Linked DNA regions of Zea mays: all the other regions are linked to region 3. The links are chromatin contacts, called in public Hi-C maps. All regions are on one chromosome and are shown on one strand. Each heading gives the region's core, a stretch centred on a gene start, on an enhancer-like site or on the middle of the called end of the contact. The rest is flanking DNA. Distances are from core to core; before and after follow the strand shown.

Region 1 (3,827 bases), core at 1,195-3,694, 290 kb after region 3:
ATTTGGGTCGAAGTAAGAAGGTCTACATCAGGTGACCGGTGACAGGGAGTTCGACATGGCCATATGCTGGCCCGGGATTTAGAAGGTATGTGTTTTTAAAATTTTCAAATGATAAAAAGAAAACATATTTGTTATATAGTTTAATAATTTCTTATTTTTTCTTTGCACGATTGTTTGTTTTGAGTTTATTGCTTCATAAGAGCCTATAATTTAGTTTGATTTTCATTTTTTATACATCTACACATTATATACCATACATTTATAACTTTTCAACTAAAATAATGGACACTCAATTGAATATGTATAACTTTAACTAGGTTTACAGGGGCGAAGCCAGAATTTGAGTTTGAGGGGGTGGGGCTATTAAGAGGTATTTTATATTATTTATATGGTGATTAGCTAAAAAAGTAGTAGCTCCTATGGAATTTGGGGAGGATTAGGGGGGACGTTGTCCCCCTCTGCCCCTCCCTGGAATCGCCTCTGTAGGCTTACGCTTAGTAATGGCAAAGCTCACTATCTCCGTCTTGGCGATGAAAAAAACTCCCCACGGAGATCCCTATGAACACTCGAAGGGACATTTCTTTCTATATCTGTTTTCCACGAAGACCTGTCCTGCTTAAATTATAATTATGACATACTTCCTTTATTATTAATACAAAAGATTGTACTTATACACATTGTTAGATGTAAGAAACCATTATGTGTACATCAAAATGAACACATTTGTACAATAAATGATCTTTGACATGGTAATTATTTATTTTTATTATTAACTATTACATGAAAACATCGTCACGTACAATTTTATTAGGTTCCCACGAGAAACGAGGACGAGGAACGCTTCCTTGTCTCCGACCCGTTTACCTATCGAGGGTGATTTTTTTCCTATTTACATCTCCATCGAAGAAGAAATCTTCTCATCCCCATCTTCTAATGGAAGAATTCCTCACGGGGATTCAGAGATCGGAGCCCATTACCATCTCTACTTATGTTGCACACATTACATGAGAGAGCTAGATGGTATTGTGGGGATATGCGTTCATGTTAGGCTTTATTTGGTTGCACTCATATCCACGCGATCGGATCCCTACATGTCCAGCATTTGACTTGTTGTAGCCTAGCTCGTCCGTGGATGCAGCCAAAGCTGCTCGATTTGGCTTGAATTGCACCAACATATGTAGATCTGGTCTGTCTCGTATAGGCAACCAAACACAGTGTGCAGAGCCTGGTTGTGCTCGAGCGGGCAACCAAACATATGGTATATGAATCCATCTCAATTCATATGTTTTGGAATGGAAAATTGACTCATATTCTCTTCAATTCACTCTAGCACATGTAAATTATGATGGGTATAAATGCAGCTAAATAAGTTGTCACGGATGAGGATCGATTTTCCTAGTGAGATGGCCAAGCTTTGGTGGAGCTGGTTCTAACAGAATTTAGACTAAATAAGGTGTTGAGTTGGTGTGTGTTGTGCAATATATCTCTTAAAAAATCATGAATATGCAGGTCCTGAGTATATACCAAGGTGATCGGTGTGGTGAGTGGTGACCGTGAGGATGAAGTAGTTAGTGATGAAAACTGAATACGGAGACTTCGATCAAACGGCTAAAATACCGGAGGACGAATTAAAAGATGGCTAAAAAACATGTAGAGGTTTGTTAGGCATGTACTCTCTCTATATTTTTTATTAGGTATTTTAACCTAGATACCAAGACGCCTACTGATAGGGGTACATGATGAGCAGAGCTAGACTAAAGCATCAACATGTTCGTTTGACTTTAATCTCTATTGACTTCTACTGTTTTTATAGTGTTTTGATCTCTATGAATTACATTTAAATAACTGGCTTTAATTCCAAGCGAACGATCCCGCATAATTGGTCCTTTAAAAACTCTATTTTTTTTCTTTTTCTGAAGTCCACATTTTAGTATTTTTCTTTAAGATTGGTCGGTTTTTGTTGATCGTCGTGCTCGATCTAGGGAATGAGATGCATACAAAAATCTTAAACCTTTGCACACAGGATCTCTCGGTAATACCTACATGAGGCAGGCAAGCTATCTGCATAATTTGATGATTTTTGGACTTTATTTTCTTGTGTTTTAACCTTTTTTCTTCCATAGTTTTCAGTTTGAAATCCGCGAAGTCAGTTGACTCGGTTCTCTCAAATGAACCAGTACGCTCCGACGTACGAGCACGCATTTGCAATTTGCAGATATTTTAGAGGATGTAATGGCAAACTGGCAATGGCAACTCCAGGGTGTATAGGCGATACGATATCCATCTACATCTAGTATTCCGTTAACTAAAATAGTGGGGCCCCCAGGGGAAGGCCCGCCGAGGCCGAGCAGAGGAAACCTACCAAGTGGCAACAACAGTCCGGTCCGGTGCGGTCGCCCCCACCAAACCGCCCCGCCGAGCGACCCAGTCCGTCAGCGAGCACCCCTGTCGCCGAAGCCCAGGCAGCAGCAGCGGGCAGGGGCGTCCGTCCGGTCCGCGCGCGTTCGTTCCCCTCCCCGACCGGCAGATTCCCCGTCCACGCCCCCGCCTTAAAACGCCCGCCACTAATCCCGTTTCTCACTGCCCTTCCGCGGCTGTGCTGTGCTCTGCTCTGCTCTGCTCCCCGTCTTTCCTCCTCTCCCGGTCTTTCCTCCTCTCCCCTTCCCGCCCAGCGCGTCCCCACGAGGAACCAACCCCGCGGCATGGGGATCGTGGAGGAGGCGCACAACCTGCGAGTGGTGGGCGAGGGGAAGCGCGGGGTCATCGTGCTGGCGCACGGCTTCGGCACCGACCAGTCCGTGTGGAAGCACCTGGTGCCGCACCTCGTCGCCGACTACCGCGTCGTGCTCTTCGACACCATGGGCGCCGGCCCCACCAACCCGGACTACTTCGACTTCTCCCGCTACGCCACGCTCGAGGGCTACGCGCTCGACCTCCTCGCCATCCTCCAGGAGCTCGGCGTCCGCTCCTGCATCTACGTCGGCCACTCCGTCTCCGCGGTCATCGGCGCGCTCGCCTCCATCTCCAGGCCTGACCTCTTCACCAAGCTCGTGCTCCTCTCCGCGTCCCCAAGGTAACTTTATCCAATTCGTTCGTTCAATTTAGTCCCCCCCGCTTGCTTCCTTGCTCGCTCGCTCGCTCGTGCTAAATTCCCCTTTGTTTTTTCTTACCTGTATTGTTATGCTTCCTGCTCTGCTCACAATCCATACTATCACGATCGGGAACAGGGGAACGAATCCACTGTGGCAGCTCCTGATTTCCCTGTTGTTGTGCTTTAATTTTGGTGAGTTGAGCTATATTACGCTCTCTAGACTCTAGGAACTAAGGTACCAGCACGGCCCCCCCTAGCCCCGTCCCCATGACGGCAACTTTTCGGTTTCGGGGAATTAGAGCCCTGTGAAGGACGTGGAACAGAAATCCTGTACTGTATATGGCTGTCAACATGTATGGCTCGTGGTCCACTCTGTGTCTGCGACTAGAGTAGGACCTCCTAGAGTAGCGTGTGGGCATCTTTTCTGGAAGGATCCACTCTTATCGATACTCGAAAACTTTTGATAGCTGTGACTGTGCTCTGTCACTTATCATCGCACTATTTAGAACATGAGGAACGCATATTGGATTAATCTTTCCAAATCAGGTGGTGCGGCATGGGCCGCCCTGATGGTGATACATTTGTGGATGATGGTGATCAATCATCTACAAGTACTCAGAGCTGTTAACATGATCTGTAATTTAAATGTGGTTGCAGATTTGAGTGTTCTACTGTTGGATCTGAAATTCAACAGTTGTGTTGAGAAGGAAATAGGGCTGTCATAATAACTAAGGAT
Region 2 (3,519 bases), core at 389-2,888, 360 kb before region 3:
TCTTCGAGGACTCCATTTTTCTTTGTAATGAGACTAATACACACATGACAAGCATGAAAAGAGTGTTAGTCTCAAATATACCAACTTGTAGAGTGACCTCATCCTAAAATCCTGTATACAAATTTGAAATACATGTAGGAGAAATGCACTTAGACTTTTAATGGTCAAAATATCACTTGAATGATAATGTCACATGAATATGAACATTATTTGTCTGTGATATTAGGGAAAGATGTCTACAATTTGGACTTATCACATATAAGATAAATCAAATGCAAACTAATTTTATACTGATTAAAGGTGAGCTATGTTCGATGCTCCTAAACAATTTTAATCCATGTAGGTTTGGTCCAAGGGTACGAGTGAAACTGAGCAATCAAATCATATGATTTACCTAATGTATGCATGACAATAATTTAAATGTACATATGTAGAACTAGACATAAAAAAGAACTAGATACCACTTGTGATTGTGAGAATTTAAATCTAGTTACCTAACATGGGTATGGGAATTTGGGTTCATAGTTTTCACTAACCTTCTTGGCAATGACGTGATCCAAATGATTCATCCTATGACATGCTTCCCAACATTACCAAGTTTCTAAATTCTCTAAAGTCCATCGGTGTTATCATTTCCCCTTTGGGATCCAAGCTTTCTTGGTGCTCTTCATGGTTGAAATAATCGTCTTTTGTATCCAAAATCATTTGATCCCTTTTGTGTTCGCTTGCTTATTTAATTATCTTGATGGCCGCCACCTTGTCGTTTTTCTTCTTCTTCAAAAGATAAGGTGTGGTGGTCTTGCCGAACTTCGAAAAGGTTGAGACATCGAGGTGTATCTCTTATGTATTGACAGGTTATATGGACGACATCTATTGTCTTTTGTGGGGTTATTGTGTAGCCCTCTATAAAGTTTATTTTGTCGATGTTATAAGATTTGTGCTTCTATATACATACTAAAGTTTGAACAAATACTCGTGGAAGATCGAGATCCAAGTGATATGCTTGTCAATGATCAATGTAAGGTTCATATTTACATCTTTGTATAAAATGTCTTTGTACAAAACAAATGCATTCCTTGCTACTAACCAAATGTATTATCCTTGGGTAAGTCTTCTGAAATACAATTGAGTACTCGTCCTGTGATTGTTTAAGTTTTAAAGGTACTTGAATATCCTAGATCCACCCGCTACATATACTTATGGTTTCTAGGATACTAGATTTGTTTGCTAGAGAACAACAACACAAAGGGAGTAAACAATTATTTTGATAGATAGATAGATAGATATTATGTTTGTAATAGATAGATTGATAGATATTAAAATTTGTTTTAGTTAATTAATAAGTTTATACAATATTTGATGTATGTATTTTATATATTCATCTTCATCTATATCTATATAAATATATCTAAAAATTAAGAATTAAAACGACTAATATTTTAGGACAGAGAAAATATTATGTTTGTAATCGTAAGTTACGGTTGAAATTTGGACTTGCAAGCAAATTGAATGAGATGGCAGCAAGCCCGTTCCAGCGAGGGCGAGCGGCGTGAACCACGATTTGCACGCGGCTGGACCGCTGGTTGGCAGGTCTCTGTTCCTGTGGCGGGACGGACGACTCTGCTGCTTCTCGTTGACAAATCACAAGGAAAACAAGGGGGGAAGAAAAACAAGCCAGAAAAGTCTCCTCTTCCTTGCTCCGTTCATCCGCCCCTCACCGTCGCCCAATCTCACATGGCTCGGCGTCTCCACGGCCAATCCGACCTCAACGACGGCGCGCGCCTCCGTTTCTCCACCTCCAACTCCAGCTCCAGCTCTTCCTCCCGGTTCCTCCTCGCCGCCCCCTCCGACGACGCCTCCCTCTGTCGGATCCACCGCTGACCGCGCGCCGCTACGCCTGCGCCTGATCACCGGCTGGTTCTTGGCCTCTTCGCTTCCTGGACCGCCCAGACGTCTCCATGGGCAAGAGTGCGCATCGCCCCGTCCAATTCCTGATTGGTTGATTGTTTACTGTTTGGTTGCTGATTTTGGTGTCATTTGTCTTAGGTAAGAGGAACAAGGGCGGTCGAGGTGGTGGTGGTGCCGATGACAAGCTTGACGGTGGTGGCGATGCCGATAGCGTGACCTCCATGTCCAGTGGGCTGTCTGACCTTCAGTTCGCGCAGGCCACAGAGCATATTAGCTCGCAGGAATTCGTTCTTGACAAGTACGTCGACGCTCTCTATGAGAAGAGGTGGGTGCCTGGGTGGTCCTATTCGTAGTCTAGCACCTTGCTGGTTGCTATGGCTGTCTGTTAGTCAGGTTTGTGCCAGTAGTTGATTGTTTGGATGTGCAGACTGTTAATGTTCATGCTTGCTTGGTTAGCAACTTATTCATGTTGTTGCTGAAACGTCAAACAATGCACAACAACTTACTTCGGAAGTGACCGCTTCATATATATTGACAACACAACTGATAGCCGCTACAGTACATTTTCTCCTGGCACTAACTCCACACATTGCCTAGTTTTTCAGTCGACGATCCTAGCAATGTGTGTTAGGGGGTAGAAAACATCCTTTACTCCCTTTGTTCTCGTGCCAAGTTTTCTCTTGTCTTGCGCGAAATTCGGTAGTGTGGCAAGGTTTGGAGTCATTTGAGTATTACATTTCTACATGCTGGAATAGGCCTCATGCAACTATCTGTACCTTACCTTTATGCTTTCACAATTACAGAACTGGCTTTTGTTTTTTTATAGGTGTTATGAATTGTCAGGATAAGTGACCACATATGACTTATGAGACATCTAGGAGTATCTCACATTTGGTGTAAATTTTAAGTTAATGTATTTTCTTGTTCACTAAAGTTGATCTTCGATGCTGGTTCAAGAATAGCGGAAGTTGCATCTTTACTTGCCTTTAAATCTGATCCCTTATGCTGGTTGACAAATGGTGGAAATGCATATATGTTCTCTTCTATTTAGTTATATGTTATGTTTAGAATATTTAAAGTTTTAACAGGTAAACATGCTACATATCCTTTCCCTTGTAATAGCCAACTATATTTTTCTTTGTAGCAAATGGAACGGCTTCATGTCTCATTTACTCCATCTGTCAAATAGTTGTCACATTTACTCAACTTGTTGGCTGCAATCTGCTGTTTATCTTGATATATCCTTGAAAGTTGATAGTACAGAACCAAAGCATATTAAGGCATACTGCTATTCTTTGTCATTCATGTTTCAAACACACTTGATATGCATATCTCTACATTTTGTTTAAATGCTCACAGATGTTGGACTTGATCGAGTCCTTGCCATATTTGTTTAAGATTGATGAACTAATATCCATTGACCATGACATCAATGTTCCCTAGAGTAAATGCATCAAAAGTCGGAAGGAATGGACTTTCAGTAGTTCTATTTGATGCTTATAGTATACTGAAGGTTTCGTTTGTTCTCATCTCTCTGATGTTTTTTCTTTCATTCTCAACAACCTACATTCACTTTATCACTTAACAAGGCACTTTTTCTTGAGAATAATA
Region 3 (3,745 bases), core at 980-3,479:
TTTGATTAACCATCTTTTTCTTGGACGAGGAGTCGTCGTCGTCGTCCCTTGGTGAAGAGGAAGATGCATCGCTGTCGTAGTAGATGATCTTTTTGATGCGCCTCTTCTTCTTCCCGTCCTTCTTCTTGTGGCTCGAGCCTGAGTCAGTGGGCTTATCATCTCTTGGCTCGTTGAAGATGGACTCCTTTTCCTTGTCGTTGACCACCATCCCCTTTCCCTTAGAATCCATCTCTTCGGGCGGTTAGTCCCTTAGATGAAGAGTACGGCTCTGATACCAATTGAGAGCACCTAGAGGGGGGTGAATAGGTGATCCTGTAAAATCAAACACTAAATAGCCATAAACTTGATTATTAAAGCGTTAGTGTGACCAAGTAGCTATGAAGCGAGTTCTTGTGAACAAAACAATCACAGAAAAGCAACACAAGAGACACGTGAATTTTATCCCGTGGTTCGGCCAAGTAACACTTGCCTACTTCCATGTTGTGGCGTCCCAATGGACGAGGGTTGCACTCAACCCCTTTCAAGTGATCCAATGATCGACTTGAATACCACAGTATTTTATCTTTTGAGTATCCTTCCCGTTTGCGAGGAATCTCCACAAGTTGGAGCCTCTCGCCCTTACAATATTGATCACAAAGAAAGCACAAGAGTAAGGATGGGAGAGCAACACACGCAAGACCCAAATCCGCAGCACACACACGCACACAAGCTAAGACTTGAGCTCGAAACGTAGCACACTGAGTTCACAACTCAAACGGAGCTCAAATCACTAACACAATCGATCGAATGTGTGGAAGCGGAGTCTGGGAGTCTTAGAATGCTTAGAGAATGCTTGTTGTACTGCTCCATGCGCCTAGGGGTCCCTTTTATAGCCCCAAGGCAGTTAGGAGCTGTTGGACATCAATTTGGTAGGCAATTCTTGCCTTCTGTCGAGTGGTGCACCGGACAGTCCGGTGCACCACCGGACAGCCACTGTAGCAGTCCGGTGCTCGATTTCCTTCCATACCGGGCGCGGCCGACCGTTGGTCCTCCGGGGCCGTTGGTGCACCGGACACTGTCCGGTGTGCCCAACCGACCGTTGGCGCGGACCACGTGTCGCGCGTTGATTGCACGGACGACCGTTGGCCGCTGGCGCCGTTGACTCACCGGACAGTCCGGTGCATCACCGGACAGTCCGGTGAATTATAGCCACGTCACCTTTCTCTTTTCCCGAGAGCATCCAATTCACGTTTGACCAACCTGGGGCACCGGACACTGTCCGGTGCACCATCGGACAGTCCGGTGTGCCAGGCCCGAGCTGGTGTTGGCTGTACTTTGCCAATTCTTCTCCAATTCAATTATTCTTTTCTTGGCACTGTTTCTAGCACTTAGATAACCATGTTAGTATACAAAAACAATTCACTAAGTCTAGAAACATACTTTGTTCTTGATTTCACACTTCTCACTCATTTGGCACATAAGAACTCACTCAATATGTGTTGGACATCTAATCACCAAAATACTTATAGAAATGGCCCAAGGGCATATTTCCCTTTCAGTCTCCCCCTTTTTGGTGATTTATGCCAACACATCAAAAAGCAACAAAAGAAGTGCAACATCAATGCAAATGAAGACCAATTCCCTTTTTACTTAAGATTTGGCATATTTGGATCACTCTTTGCCACCACTTGGTTTGTTTTTGCAAATCAAATTCTTTTTCCTATCTCTAAGTCAAACACACTTGTTTGGGCAAATCGAGAGATATTCTAAGAGTAAAATTGATCAAGTGTCAAAAACTCCACCTTTTTCCTATAATCAAAATTCTCCCCCATAAGAGACCAAATTTTGTAATAAGAGTATTTTGACAAAAACTAAATTCTAATATTCCTCTATTTTGAAAATTCACAAGTGGTTGACTGATCCATTTTACTTTTGCGTTGGCCTTAATTTCTCCACTTTGGCATTAAGCTCTAAAATAGGATCATTCTTGGCTCTTTAACCTCGTTGCCTTACCAAAATGATGATGCCATTAACAAAATAGTTTACAAATCATTTATTTTAAGTCCGGATGTATGTGCATGGATACTAGGATGCCGATCAGGGGAAAGTACCCAGTTCATGTTTATCCAAAAGAGATTTGTAAGAAAGAATTATAAGAAAACTGAAACATGTAACCCTATCGAGATATTAGACGGGCCATTTGTACAGATCCAAGAAGGCCCACTGACAGCCCAGTAAGACACGGAGGCGCCATGGGAAAAAGTAGCCGGCCTTCTTCCTCCGGCTCCCTTCCTTCCTGCCCGCACAAGGGATTTCGTTTTGTTTCGTTTCATTTCATTTCGTTTCCTCCCGTTCGTCGAAGCCCCGGCGGAGAGGCGAGGTGAGCTTTCTCGGAGAGGGGACCTCGCGCCACCAGCCGCCCGAGCTTCCCGCGCCATGGATCCCATCATGAAGCTACTCGAGGACGACGAGGTGCCCCGCCTGACCTGGGCCTCTCTTGCCATTTTCGGATTCTTGTGGGGTGAAGGCGGGGGGGGATTTGATCGGAACGGTGTCCTTCTTGTTCCGAATTGCGCAGGATGAGAGTCTGCACTCGGGTGCCGACGTCGAGGCCTTCACGGCGGCGCTGAACCGCGAGGTGGAGGCCAGCGCGAGCGCCAGCGCCAGCACCAGCACCAGCGTTCCCGCCGGCTCCTCGTCCCAGCCCACGGATCACGGTGCTGGTGAGCCCCCAGACCCCGTTGCCCCTTTCTGTTCTCTCTTCGAATTCGCGTTGTGCACTGCTTTTGGCGATAATTGGGGGCTATAGGAATCGAGAAATGACACGGGTGGTTTTGGATAATGCGGCTCTTGGGTTGGGGAAAAATAACTTCGACCGACGTTTCTTTTGTCCATGGTAACAGAATGCAGCTCCAGAGTTGGAAATGCTGGACCTCCATTTTTCTGTTTAGTGTGTGCAATGCATATACAATCTGAACAAATGCACCTCGATGAATCTCTCGTTCAAAAATGGGTTGGCTCAACTCTCTGATGGAGCCTGTGACACTGACATCACAAATAGGAAGCAAGTTTCTTTGAGTTTGATTTGAATAGGGTCTGACATTTATGCATTCTTGCAGTACAAATAAAAACAGTAGGGAAAACAATGCTGAAGTAATGGAACTTGGACATTCTGTCGTAAGAAAATAAATTGTGCTTAATGCTTCTTCATTACATTAAAATTAAAATAAGTGTTCAAGACTTTGGGGTCAAATAATGGTCTATGGAGCTGGAATCATATGGGTTTCTGAAGTTAGCCTAGGATTTATTAGAAATAGCTATGGGTTTCTGACTTAGTTCAGTAATTATCACCAATATGTTGGTCTTATTTTAAAATTAATCAGAGTGGATGGTGTTTGTACTGTTGGTCATGGAGGTATGAAGTCAGCCAAAAAACTCGTTTGAACTTGAAGACATGTTAGGGTTTCCGGTTCAAAAATAATTGTAGAGTGGTTTTTATACGAGTGTTTGTGGTTGCCCTTGGACTATGGAGATTGGAACAGAGAATCGAATTTACACTTCCATTCTTGTTATGATGGACTTTGCAACAAAAATAGAACTCGCAAACATAATTAGGGTGTTATTTTATGGTATTCTCTTTAGGAGTATAGTATTTATGTTTCCCTTTTGTTTGGATGATCTGAACCAGAGTTTTTTTGGCATTGGTGTTATGAGTGCAATGAAGTTTTCAATCAAAGACTGCATTAGGAACATTTTCAGCAAGTAA

What was found. Hi-C and Micro-C count contacts between places; a contact is called where the count stands out from the background.
Region 1: a Hi-C map of tassel shows a contact between it and region 3, with 2.4 times the contacts expected there. The contact joins the promoter of LOC100194211 here to the promoter of LOC100278950 in region 3. A contact is called at or near these places in 2 of 25 Hi-C or Micro-C datasets (leaf and tassel).
Region 2: a Hi-C map of endosperm shows a contact between it and region 3, with 3 times the contacts expected there. The contact joins the promoter of LOC100281290 here to the promoter of LOC100278950 in region 3. A contact is called at or near these places in 6 of 25 Hi-C or Micro-C datasets (bundle sheath, ear, endosperm and 3 more).

Annotation. Positions count from the first base shown.
Region 1 is chr1:77,324,084-77,327,910 of Zm-B73-REFERENCE-NAM-5.0, reverse strand. It overlaps LOC100194211 (Sigma factor sigB regulation protein rsbQ), which reads left to right and starts at 2,444. Exons shown (of 2, transcript NM_001139253.2): 1 at 2,444-3,073. The coding sequence starts at 2,703.
Region 2 is chr1:77,974,547-77,978,065 of Zm-B73-REFERENCE-NAM-5.0, reverse strand. It overlaps LOC100281290 (interferon-related developmental regulator 2), which reads left to right and starts at 1,638. Exons shown (of 13, transcript NM_001154208.1): 1 at 1,638-1,968; 2 at 2,047-2,233. The coding sequence starts at 1,959.
Region 3 is chr1:77,616,298-77,620,042 of Zm-B73-REFERENCE-NAM-5.0, reverse strand. It overlaps LOC100278950 (transcription initiation factor TFIID subunit 4b), which reads left to right and starts at 2,229. Exons shown (of 15, transcript XM_008659106.3): 1 at 2,229-2,451; 2 at 2,558-2,702. The coding sequence starts at 2,416.